Linked DNA regions of Mus musculus: region 2 is linked to region 1. A link is a contact called in public HiChIP or PLAC-seq data. All regions are on one chromosome and are shown on one strand. Each heading gives the region's core, a stretch centred on a gene start, on an enhancer-like site or on the middle of the called end of the contact. The rest is flanking DNA. Distances are from core to core; before and after follow the strand shown. Region 1 has its middle 49 kb from the start of 2610301B20Rik. Region 2 overlaps Dpy19l4 (dpy-19-like 4 (C. elegans)).

Evidence for each region. HiChIP or PLAC-seq counts read pairs in DNA pulled down with a chosen protein or histone mark.
Region 2: an H3K27ac HiChIP or PLAC-seq map of microglia shows a contact between it and region 1, with 4 times the contacts expected there. The contact joins two enhancer-like sites. A contact is called at or near these places in 2 of 39 promoter capture datasets (cranial neural crest and neutrophils) and 1 of 115 datasets of contacts at active chromatin or transcription factors (microglia).

What each region holds. Positions count from the first base shown.
Region 1 is chr4:10,920,110-10,926,865 of GRCm38.p6, forward strand. No RefSeq gene overlaps it. Among named protein-coding and RNA genes, the nearest start is that of 2610301B20Rik, 49 kb to the left of the region's middle. Within about 2 kb of position 3,277, at least 123 of the 459 cell types and tissues checked have an H3K27ac peak or open chromatin away from gene starts, as enhancers often do. A contact at or near this core is called in microglia, where this site is marked.
Region 2 is chr4:11,290,849-11,297,604 of GRCm38.p6, forward strand. Dpy19l4 (dpy-19-like 4 (C. elegans)) reads right to left here. Exons shown (of 19, transcript NM_001081201.2): 7 at 5,088-5,211; 8 at 1,706-1,840. Among named protein-coding and RNA genes, the nearest start is that of Dpy19l4, 28 kb to the right of the region's middle. Within about 2 kb of position 2,908, at least 3 of the 459 cell types and tissues checked have an H3K27ac peak or open chromatin away from gene starts, as enhancers often do. A contact at or near this core is called in microglia, where this site is marked.

The DNA.
Region 1 (6,756 bases), core at 2,027-4,526:
TTACCAATGTCACTTTGCTCACTAAACATCAGACCATCTATGGCCTTCTTCAAGACAAGCCCTGGGTGACTCACCTCCCAGACCCCAAGCAGTCTGCCTCTAGGGTGTTTGTCTAGATAGAAGGCCACCACTCCTGAGAGTGTAATGACACCCCACCCCCACAGAAGCAGCTTCTCCTGTGTGTTGCTTCACACCGGAAAAATGCTAGAGGGAGATCGGTCACGGTCACAGTGTCCGTGGAATTGAAGAAGTGGGGGAAAAGGGGATGCTTGGAGCCTTGTCACTCCCAGTAAACCACCTGGGGCATCCTCTGGGATGCATACTCTGTGTCTCACCCATGTCAACCTGCAGGTCACTGAGTCATTCAGACTGGAGACAGGAACGTCTGAGAAACTTTGAGTCCACAGAACTCTGTGAGTGCTTAAGTCAGACGCAAAGCTTTCTGAACATTTCCCCCCAGCCTCCCACACAGTGGCCATGAGGAAACAGTGCTGGTAGGCAGTTCTTTCTGGAGCAGAGTTAATTCTGATAGCAGCCCTGAGATAGGTCCCCTTTTCATCCCCATCTTACAAATGAGGAAACTCGACTTAAGGGAGCGAAGTATCTTCTCCGGGATTTCATCCTGGGCTCCTTGACCTCCGTGTTACTTTTAGTTGTCATCTCGACATACTCCAGAATCACCCTGAAAGAGTCTCAGAGAGGGGTTGTCTAGATCAGGTTGGCCCGTTATGGTGGCTTGAAAGAAAATGGCACCCACAGACTCATAAGAAGTAACACTAATAGGTGTGGCCTTGTTGGAGGAAGTAGTCACTAGGGATGGGCTTTGAGGTTTCAGATCCTCAGTCAATTTTTGCTGCCTGAATCCAGATGTAAAACTCTCAGCCATCTCTCCAGGGCCATGTCTGCCTGCATGCCACCATGCTTCCCACCAGAATGATAATGGACTAAACCTCTGAACTGTAAGCCAGCCCCAATGAAATGTTTTCCTTTATAAGAGCTGCCATAGTCATGGTGTCTCTTCACAGCCTGTGGACAAGTGTACCAGGCATTATTTGATTATGGTAATTGCTATGCAGAAGCTTGCCCACTGTGGGTGACACCATTCCCTGGACAGAGAATCCTGAACTGGATAGTGGAGAAAGTGAACTGAGCGCTAGTATGCATACATAATGTGACTAGGTGTTTTAAATTTTTGCCAACTTGATTTCCCCACCATGATGGACAATCTGGAACTGTGAGAGAGAAAAACAAACCACCCCCAACTTTGTCAGAATAGTTATTTTATCACAGAAAACTAAGATAACCTCCAAACTCTCTTGCTTGGGGCAGGAGTTATAGCTTCTAAATTGGGTGTGTTAGCACACATTTATGTGCCAGCACTCAGAGGCAGGAGGACCATGAGCTTCAGGCTAGCTTGAACTACATAGCAAGACTATGGAAAGAAAGGAGAAGGGAGGGGGAGGAGAGGAGGAAGAAGAGACAGGGAGGGAGGGAGGGACGGGGGGACGGAGGGAGGGAGAGGGAAGAGCTACAATTTCTTTGCCTTGGAAATTGCAAGGCTTGAAACAAGCCCCGATCAGACTAAGCTGGAACAAAGTTGCTCTGAGGCTCCTAGGACCTCCCTGCAAAGAAAGAGTGGGCAGGTCTCCGAGCCACTCCCGTGAAATGGAACTGGACATGGTAGCACCCAAACAAGGCCTTGTCCAGGCTTGTTCTCCAAGCCGGTCAACAGCCCTGTGAGTGAGCCTGGATATGGCTCTGGGACAAGAAGTGAATCCCTCAGATTCACAGCCCTGACCCCTCCAGAAAGCTTCTCTGTCACAACTCCCAGCTCCAGCCCAGAAACTTGTCTCCAAAACCCCTCTCCAGAAATGCACTTTCCTGCTGCTTCCACTGAATCCAGTGCCAACAGAACTCTTCCATGATGTTTGCCCAACAGCTCCCAGAAACTCAAAGGCTGCAGGCTCTGGGCTACCCCAAAACAAGGCACCTTTATTTCTGCAGCCATCCATAGTGCACGCCCATTGACCAGATAGGGTGCTTTATATCCGGCATGGCCTCTGCCTTCGCCCATAAGAAAGCTCTTATTGATTTGACCGCTGTGGGATCAGAGGCAGTCGATAAGATTAAAGCTGGAGCTGGAGCTACAGGCAGCTCTTTCATTGTTTTGCATCTTCCCTATGTAGCCCAGGTTGATTGCAAATTCTGTTCCTCCTGCCTCAGTCTCCCGAACACCAGAATATCAGTGTGTGATGCTGCGCCCAGGTCTACATGCTACTTTTAGACTACACATGGGCAGCAGGCTTCAGCCATTTGATATAGTGCTGCATGTGTCTGAGGATAACGTTGACTGCCAGTGTGACTTTTCCACCATCCAAACTCCTCCGGCAATTCTACTTGTCAGGAAGAATTGTCAGAAGACTCTCAGGACAAATGGCTAACTGTGGTGCCTATTATCATAAGAAGGTGCACGCTGGCCTCCAGGCCCACTCAGTACCTGGGATTCCTCTCAGCTCTTCTCACCCCACCCTCTACCTGAACTTCTCCAGCTCATCGGTGTACCATCCCACAGTTTCTCGTTTGTATACAACCCCGACATTTTAGTCATGGGCTCTCGTGGCTCTCTCTTGTACTCTTGGCCCCCTCTCTTGCCTCTCTCTCTTGGTCTTTCTCTCATACATTCTCCCACCATCTCTCTCTCTGTGTCTCTCTCTGTGTCTCTCTCTGTCTGTGTTTGTGTCTTTGCCTCTCCCCCCTCCCCCCACCCTCCATGACCATATTTAGTCTGCTACTTTCTCTCCCTGCCCTGGACTCTTCCAGAGGCCATTGGCTGTACTCTCTCAGATCTACAATAAAACCCTTCTCAGCCATACCTTGGAGCAGTCACATCCTTGCTGTATAATCTGACACTACTCACCCCTTGTTCTTTCATAGATACAGTCCCTAGAACAGAATGTAAGCTGAGTAGAATAGGGTGAATTGAATTACTCAACAAACATTTACCAAAATACTGTGTACCAGATCTAGTACAAGGTGCAAAGACCACCGAGATGAAAAGGCACCATGCACAAAACAAATAAAACCTACATCATGCACACACGGGGGAGGTGCATTAATTCAGTGCTTGTAGCAGTGGAATACATAATGTGATTGTGATAAAATATGGAGAAGGGAAACTAGAGTCTCCCGGGGAAATGGGTGGCAGAGACGTGACCACTACAGCAGATGCAGAATGAGTAAGGCCGGAGCCAGGGAACTCTGCCAACTAGACTGGCTGCTCGAGGGAAGAGAAACTGAAACACAAGAGAATGGGGGCCTGGTTTCTCTAGGGCTGCAGGGAAGTAGCACTCTAGAGAGTCTGAGTTTCCTAATAGGTTCTCTAATCTACAGGTTTACCACTGCCCGGGGCAGAGCCAATCCCAGTTTGTGACCACTGGAAAATTGACCTGACTGTCCCTTTCTGCAGGACCAGTGAAGCTCAGCTGAGCATTCTCAGTGTCCTTCCAAGTCACCAATCGATGTGTGGGTCCCCAATCCCAGGAGGACATGGGGGTATGGGAAACCCTGGCTTTTCTTCTATGCCAGCCTTTGAGATCATCTGAAACTCTCCAGTCAAGATATACAGAAGACACTAGGAAACCATGCTGCTGTGACCTGATCCCAGAGGGTGCTAAAAGCATTAGTAGTTCGGAACTGCCCACACAAAAAGAGCTGTAGGAAATGGCCGAAGTCTGGACAAATAGCCTGGGGCATGCTAACATGGGCCTTGTTTACTGTGGCTCTCCCAAAGGTGGCAGAAGTCATTTAGGAATGAAGGGCAAAAGATGCCAATACCAGGAAGGCCACTGAACTGGGTAAGGTGGAGAGAGGGTGACAGGTTTGACACGAATGGCCTAAAAGGAAGTTCACCTATAGAGTCTCCCCAGAACTCCAGGCGAGGTGGCACAGGTGAAAAACAAGGAGAGGGAGTCCAGAAATGCCTAAGAGGTGGCACTCAGGGCCACATGACTGGTGGCATGGAGCAGACAAAAGGAAGAGAAGTCAGTGTGACCCAGGGCTCCAAGTAGCTGGCTAGCTGGCCACCATCACACTGGGGAATGAGGATAGAAGGGGAGGTTTGCAGAGGAGAATTTACTTGGGGAGATGTGGGCCTAAGTTCTGAGATAGCTAAGTAAGCTGTCAGGAAAGAAAGTCACGTGGAGGGAGGGCTTGCAGTCAGGTGACAGGTGCCTCTCAGGAGCCTGGAGTAAAGTTCAGCAGTCAGGTGACAGATGCATCTCCCAGTGAGAGGGAACCTGGAGCAAAGTACACCAGGACGGTGAGCCACCTCAGACAGGCTTTCTCTCTGCTTCCTCCAGGGAACTCCAGTTACTCCCAAACATATTCCTGGGAATTGCAGGGATCCATCTTAATATTTAATATCCCTGTTGTGATAGCTATTCCTGGTTGTCAACTTGACTACATCTGGAATGAACTACAATCCAGAAATAGAGGGCACACCTGTGATCCGGATCTTGAGGCTGGAAGACACAGGCTCCTGACCCAGATCTTGACATGGGACGACACGAGTTTTTGATCCAGATTGTGAGGCATAGTGGCCATGAAAAGCTTAGGCCCAGGCAAGGGTCTTTAATCCCCGGAGACAGGCAAGCAGATCTCTTGAGCTCAAGGCATAGGACAGAGCAAGTTCCAAAACCAGGTGTGGTGCCACACACCTTTAATCTGGGCCACACCATCTGCTGGAGGCCTACATAAGGACAACGGAAGAAAGAAGGCCTCTTCCTCTTCTTCACCCACTTGCACTTACTTACCAGCACATCTGGTACCCACTTCTTCAGGAATCCAGCTTATACAGAAGGCCAGCTGAAACACCTACCCTCATGGGAGTGAGCAACTACTAGATTCTTGGACTTTCCATTGTTGGGTTAGTTGGACTGTAGCTTTTAAGTCATTTTAATAATCTCCTTTAATACATAGAGACATTCATATGTCCTGTGATTCTGGAGAACCCGACTAACATCCCTGTATACCCACCATTAGCAAATTCTGCTGGTGCTTCCTTGAAAGGGTGACAGCCTTGCCTGTCTCATCATCTCCATTTTTTTCAACACAGATACAACCGCCATTGTCTCTTGCCTGAATTGTTGCCATACATCTTCCTGTCTAAGTCTTTGAACTGTTCTTTTGTTTATGTGTTTGTCTGTTTTTATTTTGTCTTTGTTTTTAGAGACAGGGTCTCTGTTAACTCTGGCTGTCCTGGAGTTCCCTGTGCAGTCCAGACTGGAATGAACTCACAGACATCCACCTGCCTCTGGCTCCCAAGTGCTGGAAAGGGTTAATATCAGTTTACACTTTCAGGTCACAGCCCCTCACTGAGGGAAGTCACTGATTGCTGTTTTATTCTCAGTCTTGATCTCTGGATCATGCAAGCTTTCTTATGTAGCCCAGGCTCACTTGCCTAGGGATGCTACTGCACACAGTGGGCTAGGCACTCACACATCAGTCATCAGTCAAAGCAGTCCCTGCTAGACATGGCTATAGGCAATACAATCTGAGCAGTACAGATTATTATATTATTGTATTCCTAGGCTATGTCAAGTTTCGATCGATTTGAAGCAAATTAGCATAGTAGCTCAGTGACTGCCCTGTTTAAAATGTCAACTCCCAGCCCCACACAAATTTTCTATTCTTGATCTCCTTTATCCTCCTCTGGACTGTTTGTGTGGTCTGATCTACCTGCAGGAGTTTGTCTGTGTCTCCACCCTCTTCATGCCCATCAGGGAGCTCGTTTGATGTGACCATGAGGTAGCAATAAAACCACAACTAGCTATTTCTCTCTGACAGATGGACTTGGTCAAGGCTGTCCACCAGGCTCCCCAGATATGCCTAAGCAAGTCCACTGTGTAGACTTGTCTTCAATCAAGCCAGAAAGCCTTGCTGGGATGTAGACAGTTGCTAAAATCCTAGATACTGAACGGCACTGGGAAGTGGAGCCTATGTTCCTCAGACACCCAGAGGAAAAGGAGCTGCCACAGGAGAGTGGACAGTAACTAGAGAAAAATAAAGTTAGAGGAACAGAGAATTTCCAGGGAGATTGGGTCATGTGTTCTGCCCCAGTGGAGTGTATGACAGTAGGAACCTTATCCGGTTCCCAGGAAATAGTGAGATCATGAACCAGATCATGAACCAGACAGGAAAGGACTGAAGGAAGTGGATAGAGGAGTGCAGACAACTTTCTCCTCCAACTTGGCTGTAGAAGAGTATGGGGGGGGCGGGGGGGGATCGGGCACCCCAGGCTGACCTGGAACTCTGTAAGCGGCTTAGCTTAGGGATACTACTGCTGAGATGGAATGACCAAAGCAACTTGGGGAGGAAGGGTTTATTTGACTTACATTTCCGTACCACTCGCTATTCATTACCAAAGGAAGTCAGGACAGGGACTCAAGCAGGGAAGGAACCCACAGGCAAGGGCTGATGCAGAGGCCATGGAGGCTGCTGCTTACTCCTCAACATGACTTTCAAAGTCTGCTTTCGTATGGAACCCAGAACCACCAACCCAGGGGTAGCACTACCCACAATGGCTGGGCCTTCCCACATCAATAACTATTGAATGCCCTACAGTTGGATCTTACAGAGGCATTTTCTCAGTTGAGGATCCCTCTTCCTAGATGACTTTAGCTTGTGTCAAGTTGACATACATTTTCCCAGCCCGATCCCTGACTGGTCCTGGACTCAAGCTCAAGAATCTTCGGCCTC
Region 2 (6,756 bases), core at 1,658-4,157, 370 kb after region 1:
AATAAGTCACACACTGGTAGTGGTGGCACACACCTTTGATCCCAGCACTTGGGAGGCAGAGGCAGGTTAATTTCTGAGTTCGAGGCCAGCCTGGTCTACAGAGTGAGTTCCAGGACAGCCAGGGCTACACAGAGAAACCCTGTCTCTGTGTAGGAAAAAAAAAAGTCACAGGTTAGAGATGCAGCTCAGTTAGAACAGTGTCTGCTAAGTGCTTGGGTCAGTCCTCAGCACTGCATACAACTGGGAGTGGTGGTAGTCATACCTTTAACCTCCAACTCACAACGTAGAGGCTGGAAGACCAGAAGTTTGAAGCCAGGCAATGGTGGTTTAATCCCAGTGTTTGGGAAGGAGGGAGAGGCACGCTGATCTCTATGAATTTAAGGCCAGCCTGGTCTACAGTGCAAGTTAAAGGACAGCCACGGCTACAGAGAGAAACCCTGTCTTAAAAAAAGAAAACAAGGGCTGGTGAGATGGCTCAGTGGGTAAGAGCACCCGACTGCTCTTCCAAAGGTCTGGAGTTCAAATCCCAGCAACCACATGTTGGCTCACAACCATCTGTAACGAGATCTGACACGCTCTTCTGGTGTGTCTGAAGACAGCTACAGTGTGCTTGCATATTATAAATAAATCTTTAAAAAAAAAAAGAGAGAAAACAAAACAACACAAGCAAAGAAACAAAACCACAGAGAATGGAGAGAAGACTGGAGAGGAGGCTCCACAGTCTAGTTCTAGGGATCCAACGCCCTCTTCTGGCCTCCAAGGGCACTGCACCCATGCAGCATATAGACATGCAGGTAAACATCCAGACACATAGCAAAAAAAATTTTAAGTTACTTAAAAATTTTAAAACAAAGAAAGAATAAAGGGGCTGGATCCATGCCTAAGTGATTAAGAGTAGATATTGTTCTTGCAGAGAACTGAGTTCAAGTCCTAGAACCAACATCCATCAGCTCACAACCACCTAAGCTCCACCTGCAGGAGGCCCAACACTCTTCTAGACTACACGTGCATGCCCTCATATGTGCATAGATGCACAGACACACATATATAACCGAAAAATAGAAAAAATCATAAAAGAGAGATTTCACTGTATCAAGTAATGACAGTCTTGGGAAATACTAATGTATGCCTGGGAAAGAGGGTAAGTCTTCTGGTGTGGCAAGTCAATTCTTGACCTGGCTAAGTCCACACAAGTGCTGCTGCAGAGTAACTCAGCTTCACAGCCTGTTTCTCCCTTCTGTGTACACTTCTCTGCTCCAAGTACAACTGTGAAAAGGAAGGGCTTCCCGGAAAGCACACCGCTGGAGGAAGAAGGAGATGCTCGCTCTCTCCTTGCCTCTTGGTGGCTTGCGCTTCCTTCGAACCTCACCTAAGACTGTCAGTTCTGGATCCCAACAGCAGGGTTCCTTCCAGCTAATCAGTTATTAAGACAATGACTTTATTCTTGATTAATGACTGCTTAGACAGTGATAAGTTTCGAGGGTTCTGGGCCTTTTCCATGTTAAACAAAGTACTTTACCACTGAACTATGTGCACAGTCATGGATATTAAATCTTTATGTTAGGTTCTCTCTGTTCAAATAATTTCAATCTTGATGCTCATTAGAGTTCTGAAGAGTTGAGAATAAGAGATGAAGAAATGGAAAAGAGGATTTTAGAAACAATACTGTAAAACCATTGTCCCCCATTTAACAGTGTCACACTACCTTGTCACTTTGTTCCACTGAGAAGATATCTAGCAGCAGCAGGGATACTGCCTGAAGAAACAAGACGTAGTGGCTGTACTCCCACACCATCATGAAAGTGTACGTCGAGGTACTCAGCAACAGGTAGCAAAACCTCTAGAGAAAAAAACAACTAGGATCAGTTACTTCACTATTGCAAAACCCAATAAGCTACAGACCAACTAGGTGTGGTGGTGCATGTCCTAATCCCAGCTCGTGAGAAGTAGAGGCAGGTGGACTTCTATGAGTTCAAGGCCAGCTTAGTCTACATAACAAGTTCTAGGACATAGAAGGAGCCTTATTTCAAAATTAAAATAAAATGATAAAACAAAATAAACCAGCCAAACAAACAAACAAACAAAAAACCACAGCAGGATCTTAGCAAAGCACAGAGAGGAACCAGCACCTGTTTTTCCCATATTATATTTCAAAGGGGCAGGACAAAAGGGGCACAATTTTTTTTTTTTTTTCATTTCAAGAGAGGAAGCAAGGCCAGGCAGTGGTGGTGCATGCCTTTAATCCCAGCACTTGGGAGGCAGAGGCAGGCGGATTTCTGAGTTTGAGGCCAGCCTGGTCTACAGAGTGAATTCCAGGACAGCCAGGGCTACACAGAGAAACCCTGTCTTGAAAAAAACAAAAAACAAAACAAAACAAACAAACAAAAAAAAAAAAAACAAGAGAGAGAAGAAGAAGCAAATGCTAAAAGAAATTGATTTTTAAAAAAAGATTTATTTATTTATATGAGTATACTATAGCTGTCTTCAGACACAACAGAAGAGGGCATTGAATCCCATTACAGATGGTTATGAGCCACCATGTGGTTGCTGGGAATTGAACTCAGGACCTGTGGAAGAGTAGTCAGTGCTCTTAACCACTGAGCCACCTCTCCAAGCCCAAGAAATTGAGTTTTATTAGAGTAGCTGGTAAACTTTTGTTAATATGGAAGCTTCTTTTGTCCTAAAATCGTCTCTCTTTTCTCATTCATGCTAATTTTATTTTCAAAAAAAACCCTCAAGAATCTGGGTTGCCTAGCCAAGCTTTTGCTCTTAACAAGGTTTGGCCTGTTTCCCTCCAGTGCAACACATAACAACCATGCAAACCTGGATGCTACTTTTCTTTACGTAATAATGAAAAAGAGCCATGCCTGGGTGCACTTCCCTAATCTCAGCTCTTAGAACTAGAACGAGAGGATCCAAGGCCAGTCTGGGCTGTGTCTCTGAACACATCCTGTTCCTTCCTGCCCTCAACACAGCAAGCTTAGTTGCTGAACTTTTATGGCTTGAATGTTCCGTTGCATGTAGAACAACATGACAGATTTCAGGCCTAATTCCCATAGCTCAGTGCTTTCTTCTGCCGTGAGGGATCACACCCAAGGTCTCAGCCTTACTGGCCAAGAGTTCGTCCATGGAGCTGCATCTCCTGCACAGGCCTTTACACTGTCAGGGAGTTCTTTGTGTAGAGAGAGATGAACTGCCAAAGCTGCTTTTATGACATTTATTTTGAACTAAAATAAACTGTTGCCTAAAAATAGTAATAACTTTTTAAGTAAAATTTGTTTAAACTTTTTTATTGTGTATAATTTGGGGGAGGACCACATGTGTGGTGTCTGTTCTCTCCTTGTACCTATTATGAGGGCCATGGAATTACAGGCTGCCAGGCTTTAGTGTCTCTGACCAGAGTCAGGCTATACAGGCAGGTTGCTTTAGTGTCTGGAGTCTACAATAGTCTTGAACTTGTGGAAATCTTGCTGCTTCAGTTGTCTGTGTGCTGGTACTTACTACAAGTATGCACCTCCACGTCCATCTGTTCGTCCTTTATTTTTAGGGAGATATTTTTGCTGTACTCTTTTTGACAGGGCTGGCTTTGAACTCATCATGTAGCTAAGGATATACCTGAACTCCTGCCTCCTACCTACCCCCAAGTGCTGGGATAAGAGCATGGACGACAGTATCTAGCTAGGGCCATGCTTTATCCCACTTGTACCATGTCGTTATTTAATTTCTTTTCACTGCAGTGTTTCATGCTATGCTATATATTATTTCTAAGTTTTTTGTTTGGTTCTTGAGGCTGGGTCTCTTTATTATGTAGCTCTGGCTGCCCTGGAACTCACCGTGTAGACCAGGCTGGCCTCAAAATCACAGAGGTCCTCCGGCCTCTGCCTCCTGAGTGCTGGGATTAAAGACATACACCACCATACCTAGTTTATTATTTTATATTTTCAAATTTAAATATATATATATATTATATGTATATATGTAATATATACATATTATACTATATTATACACATAGTCAAAAATAATCCTATCATTATAAGTGGGTCTACAGTAAAAAGAATATTACCTTTCAGTTTCCTATTGTATTTGCTTCTTAGTAATGTAAAATACACATGAGGAATTAAAACCGAGGAAGGAATCTGCTTAGTTCCTCCCATTGGTGTGTTTGGGTCTGGTGCTGGGGTAGAAGCTCCAGCCATTGCACATGCCAGCTACCACAGAGGTACACCCCTCTAACAGACAAGCTTATTAGAAGACTTTGTTTGGTCGATTCTGGTCTCTTCCTAACCAGGAAATTTTTATGTAAGACAGGCCGACTGCCAACAGACTGCTATGTTTCAGTCAACTTCAATAATGAACTGCCTCTGTAGGCATACATTTTATTAACATTATTCTGTGACACAGTCTATAGGCTTCATTCAACTGCCCATGGGATTGAGGGAATAACAATAACAAAAACTTAAGATTCTAAATGATCTGAGACGGACATTTCCTTAAGCTTTGACTAACCTACTAATCTCAGTCAGGGAAGACATGTGAATGAACACAAGACCATGCCGTACTGCCATCAAAGTTTACACCACTGTCATCCTCAGCCACGGCTGTGTCTTCAGGAATATTTCTTTTAAGTTCTGATGACTAAAGGACATAAATGTTCCTGAAGTAAGAGAAATGGCAAAAACAACACTTGGATAGATTAACTTCCAAAATCAGATATTCTTCATGTAACCATACTAAAAACAATATAACATCTGTTTTTCTAAAACTATTCCGCTGCCATCAGATTACAGAAAAACAGATGTAACAATGGCCTTACTACATGTTACATAGTAACATGCTTCACTGAATACAACTTAGCTCCTACTATGACTTACTTTAAAATTAAGCACCATAGCCTAGCATGGTGGTGCACACGTGCAACCCTACATGGCAGCAGGGAGAGAAAGTGCTCAAGGCCCGGCCTTCCTTACACAGTGAGTTTGAAGCCAGCCCGAACGAAAGACATTTCTGTGTCAAAACAAAACAACCAAAGCATATTTGCAAAGCATCAGAATTAGCTGTGAGGTATAAAACACATTTATATCTTACCTCTGCATAAGTATTTAGATTTCTTTTTAAATAGCCTGTAAGTGCAGCAACTTGGCATGCAAAATACGGTAGAGCCCAGTTTTCTCTTAAAGGAATGGAGTACTCGATTCTTGTTGTGTCCACCCTAAAACAAACCACAGAGGACACTGAAAGTAAGGCATGCATCTGTGTGACACTACAGTACATTTCTCTTTATCTTATCTTTAAATTATTATTTTATTTTACACATATGGGTGTTTTGCCTGCATGAAGGTCTGTTTACATGTGTGAGCCTGGTGCTCCTGGATGCCAGAAAAGGGCATCAGATTCCTGGAACTAGAGCTACAGACAGTTGTGAGCTGCCATGTGGGTGCTGGGAATTGAATCCAGGTCCTCTGGAAGGGCAGCCAGTGCTCATAACGGCTGAGCTATCATGGTTCACAGCAGTAATTCCAATACTTGGAAGATAAAGGCAGAAAGATCACTGCAAGCTTGGAGCTAGTGTGGTCCACACATTAAGTCCCAAACAAGACCTTGTCTCAAAAATGTTAAACAAACAACAAAAAAAAGGTGACAGATATTAGAATAATTAGTTCCATGCATATAAGATTGTAATCAGCCTTTAGTTACCTATGATAAAAGAGTATAAAATAGTCAAAATTCAGAAAGAACAAGTGCGTGGCTCAGTGGGCAAAGGTGTTTCCAAGAAATAATGCCTGAGACCCACATGATAGAAGGGGAAAACCAGTCCTGAAAGTTCACCTCTGATTCCCACACATATACACTTAACAAATAATTGATACAATGTAAACAAAAAATAGTAAAAGTTTATTGAAAAATCTCTGCATTTTGTTTTTACTTTTTAAAAAAAATGGCAAGAAAAAAGAAATTATGTCTTAGTGGGTTTCTGCTCCTATAAAAGAATGCCATGGACTTTGCTATTTATAAACAAAAGAATGCTCATAGTTCTAGAAGCTGGGAATCCAAGATCAAGGAAGGATCAGGGGATGCAACCAAAAATGTTTTCCTCTAGTGCTGAAGTATGAAAGCAGGGCCCATGCACAGCAGCCACGCCCTCTACCCTGCAGCAGTGTCCCAGGGCCCTTAGCTGTTTCTATAGGGCAGTCATGGAGCCCCCACTGTTTCTCCAGTCACAGAGACTCCTCCCCATTCTCAGTAGTAGCACACTGGAAATCATGTAGCTTGGAGAAAACACTCAAAGCACAGCTGCACAATGGCAAGTCTGTCGACTCTGGGCTTTATGACACAAAGTATGAAAAAAAAAATCAAACAGTAAAACCCAACTCACTGGACTTGACCAGAATTAAAACGGTTCTGTTTTCTAAGAAAGCATGTGGCCAAAGCTGGGCGTGGTGGCGCACGCCTTTAATCCCAGCACTTGGGAGGCAGAGGCAGGCGGATTTCTGAGTTCGAAGCCAGCCTGGTCTACAGAGTGAGTTCCAGGACAGCCAGGGCTACACAGAGAAACCCTGTCTCGAAAAACCAAAAAAAAAAAAAAAAAAAAAAAAAGAAAGAAAGAAAGCATGTGGCCGACGTACTGACCCCTGTGTTAATGCCAGCACTCAGTAGGTGGATCTGGCACGCGCATCTCCCTGAGTTTGAGGACAGTGTGGCCCACACAGAAAGTTCTGGATACCCAGGGCTACATAGTGAGAGACTGTCTCAAAAA